2 separate regions of the Ovis aries genome follow, and region 2 is linked to region 1. The links are chromatin contacts, called in public Hi-C maps. All regions are on one chromosome and are shown on one strand. Each heading gives the region's core, a stretch centred on a gene start, on an enhancer-like site or on the middle of the called end of the contact. The rest is flanking DNA. Distances are from core to core; before and after follow the strand shown.

The links. A called contact is a pair of places that touch in the nucleus more often than the background predicts.
Region 2: a Hi-C map of skin fibroblasts shows a contact between it and region 1, with 2.9 times the contacts expected there. The contact joins the promoter of CHSY3 here to the promoter of HINT1 in region 1. A contact is called at or near these places in 2 of 16 Hi-C or Micro-C datasets (skin fibroblasts and tail adipose tissue).

What each region holds. Positions count from the first base shown.
Region 1 is chr5:21,042,035-21,049,529 of ARS-UI_Ramb_v3.0, forward strand. It overlaps HINT1 (histidine triad nucleotide binding protein 1), which reads left to right and starts at 4,428. Exons shown (of 3, transcript XM_012178158.4): 1 at 4,428-4,542. The coding sequence starts at 4,432.
Region 2 is chr5:22,032,616-22,040,110 of ARS-UI_Ramb_v3.0, forward strand. It overlaps CHSY3 (chondroitin sulfate synthase 3), which reads right to left and starts at 4,662. Exons shown (of 4, transcript XR_009600667.1): 1 at 3,495-4,662; 2 at 684-967.

The DNA of each region.
Region 1 (7,495 bases), core at 3,178-5,677:
GTTTGCTGGCATCTCCAAGTGTAGGACCCAGAACTGAATAAGAAATTCCAACATATTCATTATAGGAAGTCATGGAACTATGTGGTAGGCAGGATAATGGCCTCCAAAAGATGCCCCTCTTTAAATCCTACGAACTTCTGAATATATTACTACCATGCATGACAAGATGGACTTTGCAGATATGATTAAGTATTTTAACAACTTATTGACCACAGAGATATTATGACGCCTTTTGTTACCCAAACATTACTGACTGGAGTGTTTCAATATTCACTTTCATAATAAATCTCTGGTTACAGGCGTTAAGTTAGTTTCTGCAAAAATCCCCAGTCGATAATGTGCTAAGATGGGAAGTTTATCCTGGGTTGTCTGATGGGCACAGTGTAATAATCACAAGGATACCTGTAAGTGGAAGCAGGAAGCAGAGTCAGGGAGAGGTTTGCAGATGTTCCCCTGGGGTCTTGGAAGATGGAGGAAGTGGAAGAAGGATGCAGGTGGACTCTAGAAGCCAGAAAAGGCAAGAGAACCATTCTTCCCTAGAGATTTTAGAAGGAATGCAGCCCTGTGGACACCAAGATTTTAAGCCCAGTAAAACCCAATTTGAACTTCTGACTTCCAGAATGTCACTGGCTTGTGGCCCCTTCCATCTTCAAAGCCAACAGCAGAGCATCTTCAATCACTGACTCTCACACCTGCTCCCATCATCAAATCTCCTTGTCTGAGTCTCACTCTCCTCTATCCCTCTTTTATTTAAAGGCGTCCCTGTGATTATATTTGGCCCATCTGGATAACTGAGGAATCTCCCCACCTGAAGACCTTTAACTTAATTGTATCTGCACATCCCCTCTACCATGTAAAGTAACATTTTTACAGGCTCCAGGGATTAAAACATGGAAATCATGTGCCTACCATACCAGTTTGGGTGAAGCTTATCAATAAAGATGAAATGGAAGGAAATGAAGTAGGAGAAGCAGCAATGGGCCTGATCACTTAAGAGCTTATTAGCTTATTATTAGCTTATTAAGGACTTTATATTTAATTCTATGATGAAATGCCTTACAGGCAAGAGACTGACATCATGATTTATATTATATAAAAATCATTTTGGGTAGAATATAGCAAATGGACTATAGTAGAAGCAAATAGGCAAACCAGGAGGCTCTTGAAGCAAGATATGGTAGTGACTTGGAAAGGAGTGAGAAGGGCAGGTGAGAAGTGATTAGATTCACCTATGTCGAAAATCCGCAAAGAAGAGTTGATGACTTCAAGGATTTGGGCTTGAGCAATCTTTGGTGAACGGTACTACAGTAGAGGCAAAAGGCTGCTGGAATAGGTTTTTAGATTGTTGTGGAGGGAGTGAAAATAAATTGGAAGTGCTTGGTAGACATCCTACTGAAGGTAGCGAGTGGGCAGAAATATGCATCATACACCAATCTGGAATTAAGAGGTTGGGAGATAAATACTAGACAGTCATTACTCTGTAGATGATAAAGCCTCTGATTTAGTGAAAGATGACCATAATATTTATTACACAAACCCGTACAAACTCTTCCATTTTTACCTTTGACAATTTCAGTCGTAAAGTTGCAGGAATGATAGAATGTGCAAACACCTTTCACTCAGTTTTCCCTAATGTTAACATTTTACAACAGTTGCTTTGTCCTCTTCTCTCTACTTATCTGTATCTTGACATTTTTGAGGATGTCTTTACTGTTTGATCCCTGGAGGAGGGAATGGCAACCCACTCCAGTATTCTTGCCCAGAGAACTCCATGGACAGAGGAGCCTCGGGGAATACAGCCCAAGGGTCGAAAAGAATTGGACACGACTAAGCAACTATCACTTTCACTTTACTGTTTGTACAGTGAATTGCACACACCATACCCCTCTACTCCTAAACACTTCAGTAGGTGTCTTTCTGAAAGAAAAAAAAAGACATTCTCTGGCATCAGTGGTTCTCAAAGTGTAGTTCCCAAGCTAGCAGCAACTGTATCACCTGGAAACTGTTAGAAACCTACTAATAAATTACAGGGCCCCACCCCACATCAACTGATTTTGATAATTTTGCTGTATGTCTGTGGGAAAATTCACAAGATTTTCAAAACTGTTTCCTAATTGGTACACATTATTTAGCTTTCACAAATTGTTCCAGGAATGTCTTTGATACCAAAAATACCAAATGAGACACTTTTGTGATTAAAGAGGGCTACCATCAATAATTTCACCAGGGCAAAGTGGTAAAGGTGTACTTTTTCATAATAGGGACACTTGGAGATTAGGTGTTAGCTAGAGAAGAGGGCCAGGAATGGAATCCACACTGAGAGGCCTGGAACAGAAGGCTCACTCTGAAGGAAAAAAAGCATCCAGAGAGGTAGGAGGGTAAAGGCTGTTGCTGAAAAGAAGGAATGGTCACAGAGGCAAATGTTGCCAAGAAGTCAAGTATAATGGCAATTGGAATTGCCTATAGGATGTTGTGTGACCTGGTTCCAAATTGGGAAAGGAGCACGTCAAGGCTGTATGTTGTCACCCTGCTTATTTAACTTATATCCAGAGTACATCACGCAAAATGCTAGGCTGGATGAAGCACAAACTGGAATCAAGATTGCCGGAAGAAATATCAATAACTTCAGATACACAGATGACACTACCCTTATAGCAGAAAGCAAAGAACTAAAGAGCCTCCTGATGAAAGTGAAAGAGGAGAGTGAAAAAGTTGGCTTAAAACTCAAAATTCAGAAAACGAAGATCTAGTCCCATCACTTCATGGCAAATAGATGGGGAAATAAGAGAAACAGTGACTGACTTTATTTTGGGGGGCTCCAAAATCACTGCAGCCGTGAAATTAAAAGACGCTTGCTCCTTGGAAGAAAAGTGATGACCAACCTAGACAGCATATTAAAAAGTAGAGAGATTACTGTGCCAACAAAGGTCCATATAGTCAAAGCTATGATTTTTCCAGTAGTCATGTATGGATGTGAGAGTTGGACTCTAAAGAAAGCTGAGTGCTGAAGAATTGATGCTTTTGAACTGTGGTAGTGGAGAAGACTCTTGAGAATCCCTTGGACTGTAAGGAGATCCAACCAGTCCATTCTAAAGGAATTCAGTCCTGAATATTCATTGGAAGGGCTGATAGTGAAGCTGAAACTCCAATACTTTGGCCACCTGATGCAAATAATTTACTCATTGGAATAGACCCTGATGCTGGGAAAGATTGAAGGCAGGAGGAGAAGGGGATGACAGGATGAGATGGTTGGATGGCATCACCATCTCTATGGACATGAATTTGAGGAAGCTCTGGGAGTTGGTGATGGACAGGGAGGCATGCTGCAGTTCATGGGGTCGCAAAGTCAGACAGGACCAAGCGACTGAACTGAATAGGATATTGTAAGTGGAGGTCCTTAGTGATCTTGATAAACGGCAAATAATTTCAAAAAAGAACTATAAAGTAGACAAAATATATAGAAAACTCTTCCTAAAAGGAGCAAAGATATGGAGGGGTATGTGGGGGTTAAGAAAGGTGTTGCTTCTTTATGGTGGGGCATCTTACATTATGTTGATTACTGCTGGGAATAATTCTTTGCAGAACAGTCCACGTAGGTTTGGCTTCCCTGGTGGCTGAATCTGTAAAGAATCTGCCTGCAACGCTGGAGACATGGGTTGCATCTCTGGGTGGGGAAGATTCCCCTGCAGAAGGTAATGACAACCTACTCCAGTATTCTTATCTGGAGAATCCCATGGAGCCTGGTGGGCTAAGTCCATGGGGTCACAAGAGTCGGACAAGACTTCGTGATTAAACCACCACCACCACCACCACCTAGGGAGGTTTACAAACTACTGATGCCTCCAGAGTTTGATTTAACTGATCTGGGGTGTGGCGAAGTTCAGAGATTTTTTTACATGCTACCCAGCTAACTGTAACGTGCAGTCAAGGTTGTGAACCACTGCTAGAAAAAGAAAATTAATGCAGGGGGCTTACTTGCTGGAGCTAAGACCTATGTAGCTGAGAAACCAAGTATCACGGTGTCTCTGCCAGCAAAAACGGCCAGCACTGCTTAAGTTTCAGATCTTTTCAGTTACAGTATCCAATTTTTCCTACAAGCGTCCATAAGACAAGCGAAGGGCTTACTGCAGTAACTACGCTCCTCGAGAGACAAGAAAGGAAGAAAGAAAAACGACCTTGGTGCCGATTGCTGGGTCCTGATATCGAGAACCTCTGTTTGGCTGGGTCTCGCTCCCGGGTTCCCCTAGAGCTCCGGCGCGCAAGGCAACACCCGAGCGCAAGTCGCCAGTGCGCATGCGCACGAGTTGCTGGGGCGTGCTAGCGGCGATCCCTGCGCAAGCTTGTCGGCGCGCTCCCGCCCTCGGCCCGCGCCCTCGGCTCCTCCCTCCTCCCGACCTTCTCCCCCGCCGGCTGCACGGGAGGGAGGCAGAGATGGCAGATGAGATCGCCAAGGCTCAGGTCGCCCGGCCTGGCGGCGACACGATCTTCGGGAAGATCATTCGCAAGGAAATCCCCGCCAAAATCATTTATGAGGATGACCAGGTAGGCTCCGGGCGCCGCCTCGCTCGTGGGCTGAGGCGGGGCAGGCGCCTGTGGACACGCGGGTTTCCCGCGGAGGGGAGGGATGGGAAGGGTCGGCGGGCGCCGGGGAGAAGGGAAGACACGGGGCCCTCTCCTGCGGCCTCGGCCTCGGGCCCCCAGCCAGCGGGCAGGGCCGCGGTCGCTCCGAGGTGGCCGGCCGGCGCGTGCCGGCGCTCCAGTTACGCGTTATCAGCCCGGGGCGCGGGCCAGGCCGCCGGGCGCTCGCGGGCCCGCAACGCGGGGTCTGGGCGCTTTGGGCTGGGGGTGGGGGGACCGCTCCGGGTCCTCGGCACGGGCGCCCGCCGGCTCCCGGGCTGCCTCGTACTTCGACTGTTTAAGGAATCTGACAATCTCGCCAGCGCTCTGCCTGACAGGGAGAAACCCGATCGCACCCTGACTCGGGCCCAATCTCCGCGATCTCCCGCTCACAGCAGGGGACGTTTCCGGGCGCCTCTCCCCGCCGCATTGCGCTAGAGGCCGGGGGCGCACGGCCTGGGGGCGGCGCAGACGCCCTGGGCCTCCGCGAGGGACGCTCACCGACGGCCACCCCTTGACCCCCACTCTCCTTCCCCTCCTCTTCCCGGGCCTCGAACTCCCAAGAGTGAACCTGCTTCTGGGATTTGCTTTCCTTTAGTCCCTCCCAGGAAGGAATACCGAAGTATTCCTTCAGTATTTTACAGGAAGTAGTTTTATGCCAAAAGATTGAGTGTCGTTTTTCTTGACCTCATTGTAGGTTGAAATTGTTTTAGAAAGGCCGAGTTCATTTGACTTTGAGACATGTTGTGTAAAATATTTGGTGGGAGGTTATATTTTGGATCTCAGATAAAGCTGGACAGGATGGCTGATTTACATAAAAGTTTTGTAAACTTTTTAATAAATTCACTATGAAATACAGACTATAAGGGAACATGCTACTAGTAGTGTTCTTAGATTCAAAACACCTAAGTTGTAATTCCTCGAGGTGAATTTATTTAAATACCCTTCTTATCTGTTAGGGAAATGCTTTTGTTTTAGAAAATGTGTATTTCTTTAAAAATACTTTTGCTGCTGCTGCTAGGTCGCTTCAGTCGTGTCCGACTCTGTGCGAACCCATAGACCGCAGCCCACCAGACTCCCCCATCCCTGGGATTCTCCAGGCAAGAACACTGGAGTGGGTTGCCATTTCCTTCTCCAATGCATGAAAGTGAAGTCGCTCAGTCGTGTCTGACTCTTAGCGACCCCATGGACTGCAGCCTACCAGGCTCCTCGGTCCATCGGATTTTCCAGGCAAGAGTACTGGAGTGGGCATTGCCTTCTCCAAAAATACTTCTGGTTGCTTTTAATAAGTGATCGTTGAGATACTGACTTTTGAACCATCTGAGTTCCAACAGTATAACAGCAAGAAGCAATCATGATACAGCATATTTGTACAGAGCACCAAGTATAATTACCTGGAGACAGTTAAGCAGGAAAAGGTTCTATTAAGAAGCTTCTGCCTTCACTAGAGAACAAGATTCAAAACTATTCAAGGGGTATGTAATTAGTCTAAATGTTATCTATCCTCTTCATTTCTACAAAATAGATATATTTCCTAAGTAGTTGAGTAAAGTGGGAAGAAATCAGTGTTAGATAATCAGCAAATTTCTCATTATAAAAGTGACCACTGCCATAAAGGAAAAAACCAGGAAATTGCACAACTAGGGCTCCCACCCTCTGGAAGGGGGGGCACTGGAATCAAAAGATTTGCTTTGAGTGGTGCTGGGAAAGTTGGACTGCTGCTGATGCTGCTAAGTCGCTTCAGTCCTGTTGGACTCTGTGGGAAAGTTGGACAGCTGCATGTAAATCAATGAAGGTGACCACACCTCCTCACACCATACTCAAAAATAAACTCAAAATATCTTAAAAGACTTAAACCTAAGACATGACGCCATAAAACTCCTAGAAGAGAACAAAGGCAAAACATTCTCTGACATAAATCATACCAATGTCTTCCTAGGTCAGTCTCCCAAGGCAATAGAAATAAAAATAATAAACAGATACAGTGGTTTAAGACTTTGCACTCACAATGTTGGGAGCCTGGGTTTGATCCCTAATCGGGGAATGGGCTTCCCTGATGGCTCAGATGGTAAAGAATCTGCTTGCATTGCCGGAGACCTGGGTTTGATCCCTGGGTTGGGAAGATCCTCTGGAGAAAGGCATGGAAACCCACTCCAGTATTCTTGCCTGGAGAATCCTCATGGACAGAAGGGCCTGGCGGGCTGTAGTCCATGGGGCCTGTGGGGTCACAAGGAGTCAGACACGACTAAGTGACTAAGCACACACACAACAGATCCCGCATGCTGCAACTAAAAGTTTGCATGCCACAGCTAAAGATCCTGCATGCAGCAGCAAAGACCCAGCACAGCCATATAAATAAATAATAAAAAAATAAATGGAACCTAATCAAATTTACAAGCTTTTGCATAGCAAAGGAACCATAACAAAGACAACCTATGACTGAGAGAAGATATTTGCAAACTATGCAACTGACAAGGGCTTAATTTCCAAAATAGATGAATCGCTCATACAACTCAACAACAGAAAATACCCCAGTCAAAAAATGGCAGAAGGCCTTAAGGGACATTTCTCCAAAGACATATAGATGGCCAGTAGGCACATGAAAATATGTTCAACATCATTAAGTATTTAAAAAATGCAAATCAAAACTGTAATGAATCAGAATGACTGTCATTAAAAACTCTGAAAAATGCTGGAGAAGGTATGGGGAAAAGGGAACTGTCTTAGGCTGTTAGTATGGCCATATGGAAAACAGTATGGAGGTTTCTCAGAAAACTAAAAATGGAATTACCATATGATCCAGCAATCCCACTGCTGGGCATATACCTAGACAAAACCATAATTCAAAAAGATAAATACACCTCTGTGTTCATAGCAA
Region 2 (7,495 bases), core at 3,412-5,911, 990 kb after region 1:
ACAGCAGTTCATAAACTCAGATTATTTAAATAATGGCTGCTACTGAGAAAAACGGAATAAAGGTAGACAAAAAAATTTAAAGAACCAGCCAAAATATTAAGCAGTTACTTATTACCTTCAGAACTGTTTTACCAGATAATCATGCCTCTTAAAATGTTGTGAATAAATCTATTAAAAGTGATATAACATTATAAGTTAACTTTTTCTATGCTTTAAAAACACTGCATGTTAAATTTCCATATAAGCATCTTCCAAGAACTTCAGAGTTGAATTATTTGCAAACAAAGAGACACAATCACATACCTAACCAAAAAGACAACAAAGGACAAAATGCTAAAAGCTATGGCCCAAGAGCATAAAATTAGTCCTCTTGTTAGAGACAGGAAATGTATTTAAACACCAATAAAGCAAATAAACAGGAAATAGCCTCTTCAAGAGATATGACTGTACATGTAAGATGCTGCTTAAAGTTATGGGTCACACTAATAAGAAAACCTCAGACACACCTTAGCTCTAAGACAGCCTCTCACACAATAGCCCTTGTGTCCATCACGGACTGTTGCTATCAATTTCAAGCAGATACAAAGATACGGAGAGAATAAATAAATAGAATCACTGACCCAGACTGTAAACTGTTACCTACCTGTAAAACGGGAACATTTTCATCACAGCTCAAGTCTTACCTCATAAGACCAGACACACTGAGTCCCGCCAAAACGTCGAACACATCTGCCCACTTCCACATCCTCATGAGTCGTGTACATTTCTCTGAGGCATTCACCGATATGTGGCACCATCCTCCTGAGAACCTCACGACTGAAGATCATGCCAGGTCCTCCCATGCAGAAGTTCTCCCCAGGCTCCAGCCCCAGCTTTCCAAGTTCTTCAATATTCCCCAGGCCAGTCTGGCCCAGGTAGAGGGGCTTGCTGCTATTCAGTGATCTAAGAAACTCTTCTAACTTATCACCTACAAAGGAAAAAACCAACAATCACTCCTTTTCCTAATTTCATAATCATCTATAACACACCAAGTAAGGGAAAGAGTTCCCAATATTGTGCATAAACTCTTGACAAGTCTCATACAATTGAAAAGAAGAAAAACCTCTTTGAATATTTCACTATTTAAAAAATACTAATTCATAAGTATTAAATTAAAATTAGATTTTATCAACCTTCTAGTCAATGAAAAACCTTAGTAAGTCTAACAGTCATTAGATTTTTTTAAAGCTTAAATAATGCTGAGAATAAAGACAGGCTTTTTAACATGTGTGAAGTAGTGATAAAATTCTCAGAAACATAATATTAAATATCAATATTTAGCACTGATAGGAAGATCATTGACACCCAGTAGATTTTTTTCCTGATAATTTAGTTTACTGCTTCATCCTTAATTAAACTCAAGCCATAAACAACCCAAAAGACATAGATGTTTGTATGAACATACGTACATACATATATATATATAGAGAGAGAGAGAGAAAGGGAGTCTGGGTGAGAGTGAGAATATCAAACTTGTCTTGAAATATAACACTTTGGAATTTTGGAGAGCACCCTTTTGGAAAAAAATTAACATTTGTTAAAATTTATACAATATAATTGGTTTATAAGTTTGTAAGCTCATCAAGAAAAACAATCTTAAAATAAGGTTCTGTAGCTAAAACAGTTCCAAAGCATTAGGTACTCTACACAGTGATACACTGGAATAAGTAGTTGCCATCTTTATTTTCCCAATCAGCATTTCTACTATGATTTTTGATGAGCACAGAATCTGCAGTCATTATCTTGATCCTATGCCACGCCCCCTTGGAGCTCAATGAGTTTTAGCTATTATTAGGTTCTTGATACAAAATGCATTTCATTCTTAATAGAAATGGAAAGAATATGGCATTTCAGTGTTCTGAAGGACAGTCTTTCATTAAAAGATATGATACGGATGGTGTTAATGTATTTTGGAAATTGCAGAGTGTGCAAACTTCTGCCAGGAAACCTTTGTGATTTTAATGAGGCACAAAAGACATGGGGACTGTAAGATAGTGGATCTATCAATTATAGATAAAGATATCTACATGCATCTTATCTACCTATGAGACAGTGGGTTCACCAGGAATGCAATTTCTTTAAAATTTTTGTATCAAATTATTCAGTTCTTTATTTTCATATCTAATTATCAATATTTCCTCTGCCAATCAGCCCTAAGGATTTCATTCCTCTCAACCCAAACCCAGGAAATTTCTAGTTATTAAGTCTACATTCAGTCCTTGTGCCAAAATGTGTCTGTTTGTTATTTGTTTGCTAAAAGAGTTATGTAAATGATGCTACCTGAATCAGGAGAAAGCAATGAGGCTGCAAGTAGAGTGGGGGAAACTGAGTAAGGGCCGCCCCCCTTTGACCAAGAAGCTAGGAAATGTGGAAAGAAACACGTCCTTCAGTACAAGCCTGCTACTTCCCTTGTGTACCTCTCTGCAAAGAACAGGGCTGGAAAGATTTCCTCCTGCTCTAAGGAACATTCTTTCGCTGAGTTTAGCAATCTCTGGCCAGAGCCACTCACACTCAGGGTGAAGGACGGCGCCTCTTTTAAAACTGACAAAGTTTTTTCGTGCTGGGGCTGCGCGTGGTTTGGGGAAGGACTTCCAGCCTCTGCTTAACGCCGCAACCACCGAAACAGACTGGAAGGGATCCACACTAGTGAGTGCTGGTACAGGCTGGAGCTCCTAGGGTCTGGATAATTCGCGTGCGCCGTCCCCTTTCCCTCCACCGCTAATTCCTGTCAATATAGTCATCCCCTCTGGGGTTTACTGAGCTGTTGCCAAGGGGTAGGGAAGGGCTTGCTACTCCACTGTGGAGGCTGGAAGGAGCTGCCCGCTGGAGTGGTTGGGGTGCCCAAGGACTCCCATTGCGCGGCGGGTGGTGCTAAAGGGAAGGAAACGCACAGGAAAGGGTTTGGGACGAGGACGGTTCCTCGCTCTCACCAGTCCCGAAACTAAGCTAGATTTAGTTAAAACAAAAGGGTAGGGGAATAGCGAAGATCACCGATTGCCCGTCTGGCTCTCGCGGAATGCTCCACCCTCCTTTTCTCCACGGAGGACACGCCCCTCTGGGCCAACGTGGGAAACTACCACCACCTGGCAGGGTAGAATGGGAATAGCCTCAGGTTTAACCCCGAGGCCCCTTTCCTCACCTTCCTACACGGTAAGGAGGAGCAGCAAGCGATGGGCGGAAACCAGAGCAGCAAGAGTGAGGAAGGCGGAAAAAAAAAAAAAAAGCCAGGCAGGTCTGAGGAGGGTCCAGACCCGCAGCAGAGGAGGAGGAGCAGAGTTGGAATGGTGGGCGGAGGCGAGAGGTGGGGGCGACCGGCTAGGGGCTGCAGGAGCCCGAAGCACGTGCAGGCAGAGAAGCAAGACAGGGGCTGGGCAGGGATCGGGGCTGGGCAGGGATTGGGGCTGGCTGCAGAGAAAGGAGGCGGGGAGGCGGGACAGCTGGCGCTGGGAGGTCACCTTTAATGTAGACATCGTCGTCCGCGCGCATGAACCACTCATACTTGTCCAGGTAGTGGTCGTGCATGTACTTGATCATCATGAAGGACTTTTTCTGGGGAGGGTAGGAGTCGTCCACCCCAGGCAGCGCGATGACAGGCAGGGGTGGCGGGGGCTGGCCAACTCCAGCGTTGGGGGGCTGCTGGCTGGAAAAGAACTCCACGCGGCCGGGAATGAAGCGCGCCCAAGTCCGCTGCGCTGCCAGCGCGCGGCTGCCCAGGTACTTCTGCGCGGTCATCACCCCCACGTACAGGAAATCGCGGGGTCGCGAGCTAGAGGCAGCGGCGCCCCCGTCCCCGCTGCCGTTGTGGCTACTCCCCGGCTGGCCTCTTCTCCGGTGCCCAGCCGCGCCCCCATCCTCCTCCTCTGGTTCCCCTTCAGCCACCGGGGCTCCGGGGAGCCCCGTCGCGCCTTCGGGCTCGCGTCCTCGCCGCCGCTGCTGCAGCGGAGGTGGTTGCTGCCAAGGGCTGCTCCGAAAACTGGTTACCCCGGGCGCTGCTTCAGGCAGCTGCGGCCCCCGGAGCTCCTGGCGCGCTGGGGGCGGCGACTGCCCTGGCCGCTGCCGAGCATGAGGCTCGGGGAGCGGCTGCTGTGCGCCGGGGCCAGCGGCCGAGCGGCCGTAGTAGGAGCAAAGGCTGGAACCGCGTCTCTTCCTCTCGCTCAGCTCCGCCACTCTGGGGGCGATGAGCCAGGACGCGGCGGTGAAGCCCAGCACCAGCCCCAGTGCCACGCTCATCCACGGGCGGCGGGAGCGCACGGCCATCGCGGCTGCCCGGGGCGCGGACGCTGGCTGAGTGGCCGCGGCGCTGGGCGCGGGTATCTCGGTTCACACCCACCCCTCCTCCGCCTCCACGCCCCCAGCCCGGGCCGCTGCCGGTTGCCCAGGCTCCGACTCCTGATCGAGGTCGGAGCGCTCCCGGCGCCTAGCCGGCAGCGCGTTGCAGCTGCCCGCCGAGCTCCCCGCTCCGCTCCGGGTCCGGGTTCCGAGCGAGGGTCGGGAGTGAAACTTCTCCCGACGGATTCGGCGGCGGCGGCAGCGAGAGGAGCTGCAGGAGGACGAGGAGGTGGAGCGGCGGCGGCGGCGGCGGCGGCGGCAACGCGTCCGCTCCTAGGCTGCCACCCTGTCACTGGCGCGGCTGGTCCCTCCCTCCTCTCTCCTTCCCGAACCCCCACCCTCGCTCCCCACCCCCCCGCCGCCAAGCTCCGGACTGGCCCGGAGGAGGAGCCACGAGCACCACCACTGCCAGCCGCGGGGAAGCGCGGGCCGCGGTATTTTCCCGTTACCCGCCCGTGGACGCCCCCCGCCCGCGCCTCGGTCCAGAGCCGGCCTCCTCTCCGGAAGGAAACGATCTCGGTCGGGCCGCCTCCAGCTTTCAGCGCCAACGCCCCCTCGTGCCTCCTCCCCGGGTCCTAGTTCGCCGTCCCATTTCCCGTCCCGTCCCGCCCCTCCGCCGGCCTCGCAACACACCCGCGTCCGGGGGCTCCGTCGCCCCCCTCCCACCACGTCGGCTCCACTGACCTCATCGGCTGAGCTCGGGTCCCAGATCCCCGGGCGAGCGCCCGCATCTCCCTCCCCACTCTTCTCCCCCGGCCCGCAGCCGGGTAAGTCCCGGCGTGACCCTTCCCCATTCTGCCCCGCCCAGGTCCGCCCCGGCTCCGGTCTTCGCGTTTTTCGGTCCTTTTCGCTTTAGTCTCGCGGCTGCCACTTCGTGTCTACTCTCTGCTTATCCCGCTCACTGTTCAGGAAACCATCTGTCCCACCCTAGCACCTCTCCACCCAGCCTTACCAACTCGCCAGTCCCTACCTGCATCCTTCACCACTTTCAAAGCTACTCCCCAGCCGTGCACAGAAGCACCATTGTCCCTCCTAAAAAAATCTTGGAGGGACTAGAAATACCTACCCTGAAAGGCTACAGGAGGTCACAGTGAGTTGGGGCTTAATCCCCAAAGACAATAAACATTCCATCTTCCCCACCTGTATAGTTGGGGCATGTGAGGCTCCTAGTGGTCCACTCCTCAGCTCTCCTTTGGTTTCATGGCTAGAACTTATTTGCATTCTTGGTAGAGACTAGCTTAGAAGGATTGGTAAATGATGGAGAAATGTGAACAAATAACAGAAGATTGAAACTAAGAAAAGTCTTATCACCCCACCCCAGAACTTAAAGTGAAAGTGAAGCCGCTCAGTCGTGTCCGACTCTTTGGGACCCCATGGACTGTAGCCTACCAGGTTCCCTCATCCATGGGATTCTCTAGGCAAGAATACTGGAGTGGGTTGCCATTTCGTTCTCCAGATCTTCCCAACCCAGGGACTGAACCCAGGTCTCCCGCATTGTAGTCAGACGCTTTACAGTCTGAACCACAGAAAATAGAATGTTTATTCGTGTCTATAAAGCATTTTCTTTACTAAGGCAACGGCAGAAAATGTTTTACCTCTCCAGTTAGGGAGGTGAAATCTCCAGCAACAAAATCTCAAAAAAGGTTAACTTGTATTGGCCAAAATGGCTTAAAAGTTATATTATGAAGAAATCACCTGAAGATAACTGACATTTGGAAGAAGGGAACATTTAAAAGCTTTCTCTCTAGAAATTGTGAATCTAACTACAGTCTGAGGTATATTTGGCATCCTAAGCACTTTCCTCTTCTCCAAATGTCAGTCTTCTGTTTAGTACATCAAATGCAAAGGGATGGTATTGAATGGCATTAGACATAGGGCTGGATCCAGCAAGGTGCTGGCAGCGTCCTTGGAACAGTAGGCCTGCCTGGAGCCTTTGGAGGGGTGGTTCTTTCCACACCAGTCACTGGCTGTGCAGGAGCACGTCTGACTAAATGTTTCATCTGCTGGACAATGAAGCTCCTTTTCCATGTCTAGGTCTTGCCCAGAAACACTTGGGAATACAGATTATCTAACTCTTTCTCGAAGTTTAATGCTAGAATACAAAACTAACAAACAAACAGGCCCCTTCTGATTTAAAACTACATCTTCCCAAGGACATTTTAAGCTTTCTAAAGCAGTGCTGTTCAATAGAACTCTCCTACAATGGAATTTTCTTTGTCTGTGCTATCCAATAAGGCAGCCAAATGCCAATGAGCAGTTCGCTAAATGGTTGGGCAAGGAATTTTCAATTTTATTTATTATTAATATTGATTTAAGTCGCTCCATGTGACTAGGGGGTTGCCATGTTGGATAGCACATTTCAAGAGGAAATTCATAATATTTAGTGTCCCCCTACCTGTGGTCTGTTGTAAAGAACAAAGAGTCCACCAACACACCAGGATATCCAACTGCTCATCCTTCCACTGGATGCGGTTCATGTAGTTGATCTGAAAATCATTAATTCTCATCAGGCACAGATAAATTACTTGTCAACTTTTACACTATTTTGGGATAAAGTGAACTTCATTTATTCATTTATTTAATATCTATGTGTACAAAACTAAACATTAGACAAGGTGGGAGGCTCTAGACACGGAAATATCACAAGATACTCACTGCCACCTATCTGAAGTTTACAGTACCATGAAGAAGACAGACATTAAATACCGCAATACAAAATGAATTACCATGATGACAATTGATATGAAGGGAAAGTGTAGAGTACTCAAAGGGTATTGACAAGATCATCTAATTCAGTCTGGGAGCCAGAGAATTCATTTTTAGACACTGAAATAAAATGAAAAGAATGGAAAATGATGTTCCATACTGGCTAAGTGACCTTGGGAAAATTATTTAAATTATCTGAGCTTCAGATTTCTCATCTGAATATAAGTACATTTCTGTGGGGATTTATTAAGATATTATATGTAAATACTTAGCACAGTGTCTAGTTCGTTTAGGCGCTCAGGAAATGTTTGTTCTCATTTTCTAACCCTTCATAATAAAATCTCTTTGATATCACCTTGCTTATTTTTGATGATATTCCACTTTTTATTTAACAAATATTTATTTAGTGTCTATAATAAGC